Regions from separate parts of the Oryctolagus cuniculus genome. Here region 1 is linked to region 2. Evidence: chromatin contacts called from public Hi-C data. All regions are on one chromosome and are shown on one strand. The core of a region is the stretch at or near the end of the contact, and the rest is flanking DNA. Distances in the headings are between cores, read along the strand shown.

Region 1 (5,181 bases), core at 336-2,835, 210 kb after region 2:
TCTGACTCCTGCCCAAGTCACTCACTGCAAGGTCTTAACACAAAATCAGCAGCACCTGGAAAATCTATAACATTCATGTTTCCACTCTCCAGGCCAATGCCTGTAGCAATGGCATCCGTCACTAACTGGTGCCACTATGTTCTCTGGAAAGGTGAAGGTGTGGCTTCGAGATCGTTTGTGCCTAGTTATCTGAGCAGCCATGGAGTCGGTCACAGACTCTAGCCAGAGCTCCCACTCTGGGCAGTGCTCTTCAGATGTTTCCTTCTTGGGTGAATGAGATTGCAGGACTTGGGTACTCTTGTCGAGGCAATATGAATTTCTACCCCTACTGAATGTCACTAGAGGCAACCTGAGATATTGGAAAGGATGATAGAAGAAGAGATATGAGGTTAGGGTATAGTCTTGATATTGCTACAAAAGAGCTGGGAGGTCTTATGTAAGACATCACCTGACTGGCCCTCAGTTTGCTTCCTCTGTAAGAGGAGGGGTTTGAGAAGATTAATTGCTGTGGCCTTGGAATGTCTTTGGTGTTATGCAGCAGCTGGGTCCTGCACATGCTCTACTCCAGGGAAGGCAAACATGTGACCAGCATGCGGCTGCCGTACGTGCCCATGCCTTCAGCAGGCACTGGCAGTGTTTCACAGCAGTCTTCCCTGTTTATGTGCACTTGGTCTTAGAATCCTTCTCGGTCTTTTTGGTAGAGGTCTAATAAGCTGCTACTGATTGATCAGGCTATGCAAGGGAAATAAAAATGATTTGCCTTTCTAATGGGCTTAATTGTGTCCCTCCCATAAATTCAGATGGAAATAGGGTCATCACAGAAGGGATAAAGCAGAAATGACAGAGGAACAAAGAGTGCCACATAGCTCCAGAGAGGGGTCCAAGCCATTATTCAGATATCCAAAGCCACCGGGTTGAATCACCACTTCAGATCTGGTGGAGTTTGATTGGCTGAGAGAAAGAGAAATTGGAGCTGGGAGGTTGTCTCAGCACTTAGCTAAGGGTTTGGAATTTCACCTGCTAGATGGCGCTGTCCTCTAAGAAAAGGCACCGGCTCTGCTTGAATGGAAGCTTTGCTAAGGAAACAGGAACAGCACAAGTTGAAAAGTATTGTTGGGCTGGAGGTAAGGGGCTGGAAGCAGCCTTTTCTCCAGCAGCAACATCTCCTGTTGTAGTGCTTCTGGTTCCTTTTAGAATTTTTATTTTGCAGTGTGAGAGTTGGATGCATTACAGCTGAAAAGGGCTGTTTACTCTGACAAAAGATTTGTGTGTGCATGTGTGAGTGCATGCGTGTGTGTGTGTGTGTGTGTGTGTGTATGTGTATCATGGGGAGGGCGCAGTTTTAGTCATGAAGTCCCTCCCCAAAGCTACATCTTACTAATGACATGTCTCAAACCTGATGTTTGGCCTTGACTTCCACGAGATCACTGAAAGAAAGGAACAGTTGGTTCTTTCTGCCTTCTGTGCACTGAGCTGGATGCCTGGCATGCGGAGTGACTGCACTCTGAAGCCTTCTAGCTCAGCTCTAGTCAGGAGCAGACTGCATGTAGGCACCAAGACCCCTTGTCTGTGCAGTTTTCATTTTAGACAGACAGACTGGCTCCTGGGGCTCAACTTCTCCTACTCTATCAGCAGCCAGAAGGAAGAAAAACAAAGATAAGGGGAGGGGAAGGTGAAAACCAGGAGGGGACTCAAAGGGCTGGAGGGGAAGACAGATGAGAGTCTCCGGAAGCAAAGGGCAGAGGTGAAGGGTGTGAGGGAAGGAGAGTGAAAGAAGGGGACCAGGTGTCCAGAAGGAAAGGGGAGTAGCTATGGAGGAGGAGAGAGGATGGAGGCTGCCGGAAGTGGGAGAAGTGGGAACTGGAGTGAGATTTCACGTCCTCATTGCTGGAGCCAAGACACTGAAAAGGCAGGGAATGGAGGCTGTGTCTGGCCAACAGGAAGATGGGGGCAGGGAAGCTGAGTCACTGGGGAAAATCTGATCAAGGTCCAGAAGGAGGGGAAACCGCCACAGTGAGGAAGTTGCAGAAAAGCCAGGTGGGAGATGGGCAAGCAAGCCTTGATCAGGAGGTCCTGGAAGCTAGGAAGGCAGAGAGCAGAGCTGAGCTAAGACAGGAAAAAACCAAGGAGAAGGAACAAGCAGAGCACAACACACAAGTGAGAGTGAGGGAACAGGGAAGGGGCCATTAATAGAATGCTTACCTGCATGTCGTAAAAACTGGAATGTGTGTGTTTTGGCCTGCGGCCATTGTGCAGGAAACACAGTGTGGCTTTTAAGCAAGTTGTGGAGTGGTTGAGTCCACACGTTAGTAGCTTACCTTAGTGTGTTGCTTTGAAATGCAGCTGTGAGCAGCTGCCCTCTGACTGGCTGGCAGCCTGCTGTCGGAGACATCTGACAGAGCTACTGTCCGAACAGAGGTTTTGTCCCTGCTCTGTTACGGTGCTCCAGGTTCGGAGGCACCACTTCTCTTCCAGGATAAGAGTTGAATTGTGGTCCCTGTGACAGTGTCTTGTGGTTGGACAGGGGTGAAAGCTCTGAGAGGGCAGAAGAGGGGAAAAGCGGTTAAGGGTAATGTGGGATCGGGTCTGGCGCTGTAGCTTAGTGGACTAAGCCTCTACCTGCAGTGCTGGCATCCCATATGGGTACTGGGTCATGTCTCAGCTATTTTCCCGATCCAGCTCTCTGCTTATGGCCTGGGAGGACAGCGGAAGATGGCCCAAGTATTTGGGCCCCTGCACCTGTGTGGGAGCCTCAGGAGAAGCTCCTGGATCCTAGTTTGGATTGGCTCAGCTCCAGACATTGGGGCCATCTGGGGAGTGAACCAGCAGATGGAAGACCTTTCTCTATATCTTTTCTTCTCTTTCTGAAACTCTACCTCTCAAATAAATAATATCTTTAAAAAAAAAGGTAATGTAGGATGGAGGTTAAGAGGCCCCTGGAGACTGATGGCCACAGTCTAGTTTCTAGTTTTACCACTTTACTCTGACACATGAGAAGTCTTCTAGAGTTTGTGGAAGAATGGAATGAAAAGTGAGTTTATTTTAGTAAATTTTTTTTTGTGAATATTCATGTGTAATTTTTATGTGTTACGTATTTTCCATGGGCATTTGGCAGCCCTTGTATGTGACATTTCACTGCTATGGGCTTTAACAACTCATCTGTAGAATTGAGGTATGGGGGTGGGATTTGTGCTGCTCCTGGTTAATTAACACTTGGGATGCCTGAATTCCATATCATGTGCCAACAACTCCACTTCCAATCCAGCTTCCTCTTAGTGTGTCTGGGAGGCAGCATGTGACGGCTCAAGTACTGGGGTCCCTGACACCCTTGTGGCAGACCTGGGTGGTGGAGCCCCTGGTTCCTGGGTTTAATCATGCCCAGCCTTAACTGTTGGAGCCCGTGGGGAATGGGCCAGCCGATGGAAGATATCTGTCTGTCTCTGTCTCTCTGTCACTTGTTCATATAAATGAATAAATATTTTTTTTAAAAAAATTGGGACTAGGCCGGCGCCGTGGCTCACTAGGCTAATCCTCCGCCTAGCGGCGCCGGCACACCGGGTTCTAGTCCCGGTCGGGGCGCCGGATTCTGTCCCGGTTGCCCCTCTTCCAGGCCAGCTCTCTGCTGTGGCCCGGGAGTGCAGTGGAGGATGGCCCAGGTGCTTGGGCCCTGCACCCCATGGGAGACCAGGAAAAGCACCTGGCTCCTGGCTCCTGCCATCGGATCAGTGCGGTGCGCCGGCCGCGGCGGCCATTGGAGAGTGAACCAACGGCAAAAGGAAGACCTTTCTCTCTGTCTCTCTCTCTCACTGTCCACTCTGCCTGTCAAAAAAAAAAAAAAAATTGGGACTATAATCAGATATATCTGGTGGGTTTCTAATGAGGATTGAATGAGATGACCCATGGATGTTAGCGCCCTTCCCTTTATGATTGCTGAGGACCAGATAATGGTTCAGGGGACCAGTTCTTAAATATGGAAAAGGGGCTTAAACCTGAAGATGTTTTAGAGAGGAAATGATCTGTACCTAGCATCATTTGGGAAGATAAATCCACCAGTTACATGTGGGCTGCTCTGGGATTAGGGGAGGCCATCTTGGTGACCAGAGCTTGTTTGCGAAAGTGGGGTCCTGGACTAGGTGTGTGGGTCCTGAAAAAATATGTAGGCTATTCTGAGATATGTAGAAAATGTCAAGAACCTTTTGGTTGGATGAATAGGTGATTGGAGAGAGAAATTCCAAACATGGTGCCAAGGTTTTGAGGTCAAGGACAGGAATAAGAGGGAGCTCTCAAGCTAAGAAGGATTTTTACATTTTTAAAGGGTTGAAAAAAACCAAAAGCAGAAATGAAGACTAGGTGACAGAGTCTGTATATAGTCTGCAACACCTTAAATATTTATAATCTGGCCCTTTATAGAAAGAGTTGTCCCACTCTGGCCTGGCTGAGAGACCCAGAATACTGGCCTAGAAAAAAGGAAGCTTGGAGCGGTTTTAGACAGAGTGCAGTGTCCCCCAGAAAGCTGAAGCTATGGGACTAAAGCCAGGCGAAGTGTGTGAATAATATGCTGACTGTAGAGTCAGTGTTCATTGCATAAATATTTTCCCACGGTGTGTTTAGGAGACAAATAGTCCTGGTTTAAATCCTTGCTGCTTGTGATCCCAGCCAGGTTATCAACCTGGGTGAGACTCAGTTTCCTGACTTGTAAAATGCAAATAATAACAATACTTATCTCTTGGATTTCTTTGTCTTTGGAGGATTAAATGCACTGAGATACACCAAGCATCTGGCATCCAACACACAGTAAGCACATGCTTTTATTATTATTGAGGACCCAGAAACCCAGAGTTGGCAATGGACACAGCACATGACATACAGGAAAGGATGGCTTAGTCTGGAGTATAGCAGGAGAAAATACACCATCAGTTGCCTCTAATATTATCATCAAAACCATTGATCTTCTATTGTTACTGGAACTTGACATCTGGTCTTGGGTCCCCCGCACTGCCCATCTCTATAATGCATAGGGTTTGCTTAGATTCCTTTCAACAGTTTTTAAAGCAATATTTTCAAATTCATTTCTTTTTCTTCCTCTCCCTTCCTCTCTTCCCTTGTTGCAGGGAGAAGCATGCTTAATTCTCTTTGACATTTCTGACAGCCAGGTCATCTCTGCTCCCTCCTCTTTAACAG
Region 2 (5,261 bases), core at 189-2,688:
CCTTGAACAAATGTTCTTGCAGCAGAGGATACTTTAAAAATTTTAAATTAAGCTGGAGGGAGAGATTGCTAAGAGAGGGATTTCAGCATCAGAAACATGTCTTTGGATATTTGAAGTCCTGAGAATATTTGAGGTCTTGTTGGGACTGAAGAAATATAAAGTAGACATACAGAGCTCACCACAGCCCTTGCAATGTGCCTAAAAGACAATACAGTATTTGCTAGCATTATTAATGTATAAGCATCGCATAGGTGGAAAACTAGAGCTCATACTTTTGTTCTGTTTTTCAACAAATGTTTACTGAGCCCTTATTAAATGCTCCCAAGAGGCAGAATTCTAGGTGCTGGGGAAACCACACTCTCAACAAAGTCCCTGAGTTTCTTGGGCTTTGGTGTGGAGTGGGGAAAGTACAATAACAAATCAGTCAGTTTACAGATAAATTGAGAGGGTGATAAGTGATAGGAAGAGCGATGTGTTGGCATTACTGTGTATTAGACTAGGTTAGCAGGGGATGGGGACTAACATTTAAGCTGAAACCCCCTTTACAGGAACCCGATATGCAAAGAGAGATCTAGGAAAAGGATGTACCAGGCTGAGATTACTGCAGGTGTAGAGGCTCTGGAATAAGCCTGGTGTTCCAGGTGCAGAGAGAGAGGCAATCAGTGTGGCTGAGCCTTAATGAGCAGGCAGAAGGGTAGTGGAAGTTGCTCCTAGAGAGGCAGGCACAGGTGGAGGTGAGATTCCCACTACAGCAGTACATTTTGTGTTTCATTTTGCACGATTCTGGGTCCCTGAAGTCTGTGTTCGTGTGCAGCTGCAGTGCAAGTTTCTAAAAATCACCTTCCTCATCCTGTCTGCTACCCGCTCCGGTCTAGATCAGTCCACTAGAAAGTCCATTCTGAAAGAGTCATGGCTTGCAGCTGGCCTCACCCCCGGCTGCTCCCAGGGAGCGCTGGCGAGCTGCTGAAGAGCCCTCCGGGAGTTGATTCTGCTTTTTCGCTCTGCCCTGACCCCTGGTGGAATTGGCCTGTTAAGACATAGCTCTAGCGAGAACTGGAAGCTTTTGGCTGCTTTCCCCCGTTTGGGAGTATCTGCTGTGGTACAATGGACTCCAGTTTCTTAGGTCCTCTGTAGGTTTCCAGGACCTGTGGAGGGGCAGAATTTTAGACGCTGTCATGAGGAAGGCAAGTGGCTTTTGACCATCCAATGTGATGGAAGAAAAATTTCCAATTTGAATGAAAGTACCCCTTCCCCTTTTGTCAGGCACAATGTGTGGGCATGGGTCTCAGCCTGACCAATGGGAACATGACATTGCACTGGGCCCAGGATTGGGTTCAGAGAGGGGTGCATAACCCAGTATAAACCAATCAGATATTCTCTAAGTCTTGGAACCTGGGTTTTGAGAGATCTTTATCTGGATCTAGTTACAAGTCAACCAGTCAACATCTGTTTGGAGAAAGGCTGCTGCTGAGAATTAAATCAGCAGTGAGGATGAAGTTGGGGTGTGGAGATGCAAGGGAAGATGCCATTTAAGGTCCTTCTGGTTGTGCTTAGAGTGAGCCAATAAATATGCATCCCCCAAGCTATTTTCTCTGGGTGTCTGTTGTTTGCAATTGGAAATCTCCTAATACGACAATCAGGGCTTGTCATTACTTTTATTTTTAGAACTAGAGAATCCAAGATAAGTTTGAAGTGGATATACTATCTACTTTACTTAAGGACATTCACCACATTTGTAATTATATAGTGAATGAGCTGTGTGACTGTTTCTAAATCTCTCCTTCATTCCATGAAGGGTGGAACCATATTTGTTTTGCTCAATAAATATTTGTGGAATGAATAAATAATTGCATGGCAATGTTTACTGATGTGAGAGGGTAATTTCCATTATCTCATAGTATTGTGACTATCTAGAAAAATGTGCTTATTCTTGAATACTTCATGCTGCAGTGTTCAGAGGCGAAGTGGGATGATGCCTGAAGTTTAGCTGGCTAACAAAAAAACTGATCCATGTATAGGTTATGCCAAAAAGTTAATGGAAAGTGGAATTGAAATATTTTATTTTAATGCACAACATGTGAAATCCTTGAATATGCAGGGTCTTCAAAAAATTCACGGAGGGGCCAGTGTAGTGGCACACTGTTAAGCTATTCTTTCTGATGATGGCATCCCATACTGGAGTGCTGGTTTGAACTATGGCTTCTCAGCTTCTGATCCTGCCTCCTGGTAATGTGCAAGGGAAGGCAGGGGAAGATGTCCTAAGTGCTTGGGCCCCTGTCACACAGGTGGGACGGATGGATTTCCTGGATCCTGACTTCAACCTGTTCCAGCCTGAGTTGTTGTGGCCATTTGATAAGTGAATTAGCAGATAGAAAACCTTTCTCTCCTCCCTTCTATCTGATGATCCGCCTTTCAAATAAATAAATAAATCCTTTTTTTAAAAAACAAAGCTCATGGATATGCATAATATGAAAAAAGACAAGGATTTCAATTTTTGATCAAAAAATTTATATGCTAATTCCATTTTCCATCAACTATTTGAAGTTCTGTTGTGTTTAAGCAGGGGAGATAGAAAACACATAAGGGAAAATGTTTAATTGTTGAAATGTGGCTACAAAGACTGTTAATTGTACTATTTTTTCAAGTTTTATGCTTAAAAATTATCAACATAGAAAGTTAGGAAAAGGAGAAAATACTACCATTATCTGAATGGGCACTCATATTTATCTTGCCTTTAAGAAACTTAAAAAGTCTAAATTATAGGACAAATGTATGAAAGACTAAAATATTTGTACTATAAAGGAAATGTTTATTTTCTACAAAAAACCCTCAAGTCTTCTTCAAATAATCACAGTTAAAATGATCTAATGAAATCAGAGTTCAGTGGTAAATAAAACTGGAATTAACCCAAAAGAATGAAACATATTTATTTCCCCTCTCCCTCCATTCCTTTTTATTTTGCTAAAATAAATTTTTTTCAGATTACAAAAAATCTTTGTTAAAAAAAGGGAAAGCTCATATCCTAAGGAAAAATGTAAAAGAGAGCAAAAATTATCCCATGGTATCACTACTTAAGCATAATGGTGGAAACAGATCAAAGCACTGTCCTGAGCAGTTCACATATGTGAACATATGTGTCACTGATAACCCTAGGGTAGTTTTTACTACCACTCACATTAAAAACTTTAAAAAAAATTATTTGAAAGGTAGAGAGACAGAGAAAGTGAGAGAGGGACTGAATGCAACAGAAGAATAACTTGAATCCATTAGTTGACTCCCCAAATGCCAATGACAGCTTGGGCTGTGCCAGGAACCAGCAACTCAGTCTAGGTCTGCCATGTGGGTGGCAAAGTCTCCACTAGTTTTCTTTTTTTAAAATAATTCTCAAAATTTATGTAAGGTGAGCAAATTTCATACAGATTTAGGAACATAGTGATGCTTCTTACTCTACCCTCCTTCTTGCCCATGTTCCCACTCTCCCTTCTCCTTCCTTTATTATTAATTTTTACAATGATATGCTTTCATTTTCTAATCATAAGATTAAACCTCTGCTAAGTATCCAAAAAAATAAGGAAAAAAACCAAACTGTTCTACAGCAGTAGAAACGAGGGCTGTAAACTAGTCAATTCTCAAAAAGTCAGTTTCAGTAATAGACATTATCTTTTGGTACTCTATTAGTTACCATATATCAGGGAGAACATAAGATATTTGTCCTTTTGGTACTGGCTTATTTCATTAAGTATAATGATTTTCAGTATAATGATTTTGTTGCCCAAGACAGGATTTCATTCTTTTTTATGGCTAGTCATTTCTAGTCATTGGTTGATGTGTATGTGGGTTGATTACATATCTTAACTATTGTGAATTGAGCTACAATAAACATGGAGTACAGATAACTCTTTCATATGCTGATTTAATTTAATTTGTGTAAATTCCCAGGAGTGTGATGGCTGGGTCATATGGTAGATTTGTGTTCAGCTTTCTGAGGGATGTTCATAGTGTCTTCCACAGTGGCTGTACTAGTTTGAATTCCCACCAACATTAGATTAGGCAATCTTTTCCCCTACATCCTCACCAGCATTTTTTACAAAAATTTTTGTGTGAGAGCCATTCTAACTGGGATAAGATGAAACTTCATTGTGGTTTTAATTTACATTTTTCCAATGGCTAGTGATCCTGACCATTTTTTCATTAGTCTGTTGGCCATTTAAATTTCCTCTCTTGAAAAGTATGTGATCAGGTCCTTTGCCCATTTCTTAACTGGATTGCTTGTTTTGTTGTTGTTGAGTTTCTTGAGTACTTTACAGATCCTGGATATTAATCTTTTATCAGTTGCATAGTTTGTAAATGTTTTCTCCCATTTCTGTCAGTTGTCTCTTCACTTGAAGTATTTCTTTGGAGGTACAGAAGCTTCTTAGCTTGATATAATTCCATTTGTCAGTTTTGGCTTTGATTGCCTGTGCTTCTGGGGTCTTTTCCAAGAACTCTTTGCCTATGTCAGTGTCTTGCAGTTTCCCCACTGTTCTCCTCTAGTGATTTGATGGTATCAGGTCATAGATTTATATCTTTGATCCATTTTTCGGTTGATTTTTGTTTAAGGTGTAAGGTAGGGGTCTTGTTTCATACTTTGGCACATGGAGATCCAATTTTCTCAGCACCATTTGTTGAAGAAACTATCCTTTCTTCAGGAATTGATTTTAGCTGCTTTGTCACAGATTTTTTAGTTGTTGATGCATGGATTGATTTCTAGAGTTTCTATCTGTTCCATTGGTCTTCATGTATACTTTTGTGCCAGTATCAGCTATTTTGATTGTGACTTCCCTGTAGTATGTCTTGAAATCTGGTATTGTGATGCCTCCAGCTTTGTTTATGTTATTTAAGGTTGCTTTAGCTTTTAGGGGTCTCTTGCGTTTCCATATGAATTTTAGATCTGAGAAGAATGTCGTTGGTACTTTTTTTGGGATCACATCGAATCCCTGAAGTGCTTTCAATAGTATGGTCATTTTGATGATATTATTTCAATCCACATACATGGAAGATTTTTTCCATTTTTTTGTTACTTGTATTTATTTAATGTTTTGTGATTTTTACCATAGAGCAGTTTTACCCCCTTGTTTAAATTTATTCCAAGGTATTTAAATTTTTTGTAGCTGTTGTGAATAGAACTGATCTTACAAGTTCTTTCTTAGCTATGGTATTATCTGTGTATACAAAAACTATTGATTTTTGTGTGGATTATATTTTCTTCAGCTTTACCAAAC

The links. Hi-C and Micro-C count contacts between places; a contact is called where the count stands out from the background.
Region 1: a contact with region 2 is called in a Hi-C map of skin fibroblasts, with 2.3 times the contacts expected there. The contact joins two enhancer-like sites. A contact is called at or near these places in 2 of 6 Hi-C or Micro-C datasets (embryonic fibroblasts and skin fibroblasts).

What each region holds. Positions count from the first base shown.
Region 1 is chr6:45,064,931-45,070,111 of mOryCun1.1, forward strand. No RefSeq gene overlaps it. Among named protein-coding and RNA genes, the nearest start is that of CLINT1, 300 kb to the left of the region's middle. Within about 2 kb of position 1,586, at least 2 of the 8 cell types and tissues checked have an H3K27ac peak or open chromatin away from gene starts, as enhancers often do.
Region 2 is chr6:44,852,528-44,857,788 of mOryCun1.1, forward strand. No RefSeq gene overlaps it. Among named protein-coding and RNA genes, the nearest start is that of CLINT1, 90 kb to the left of the region's middle. Within about 2 kb of position 1,439, at least 1 of the 8 cell types and tissues checked has an H3K27ac peak or open chromatin away from gene starts, as enhancers often do.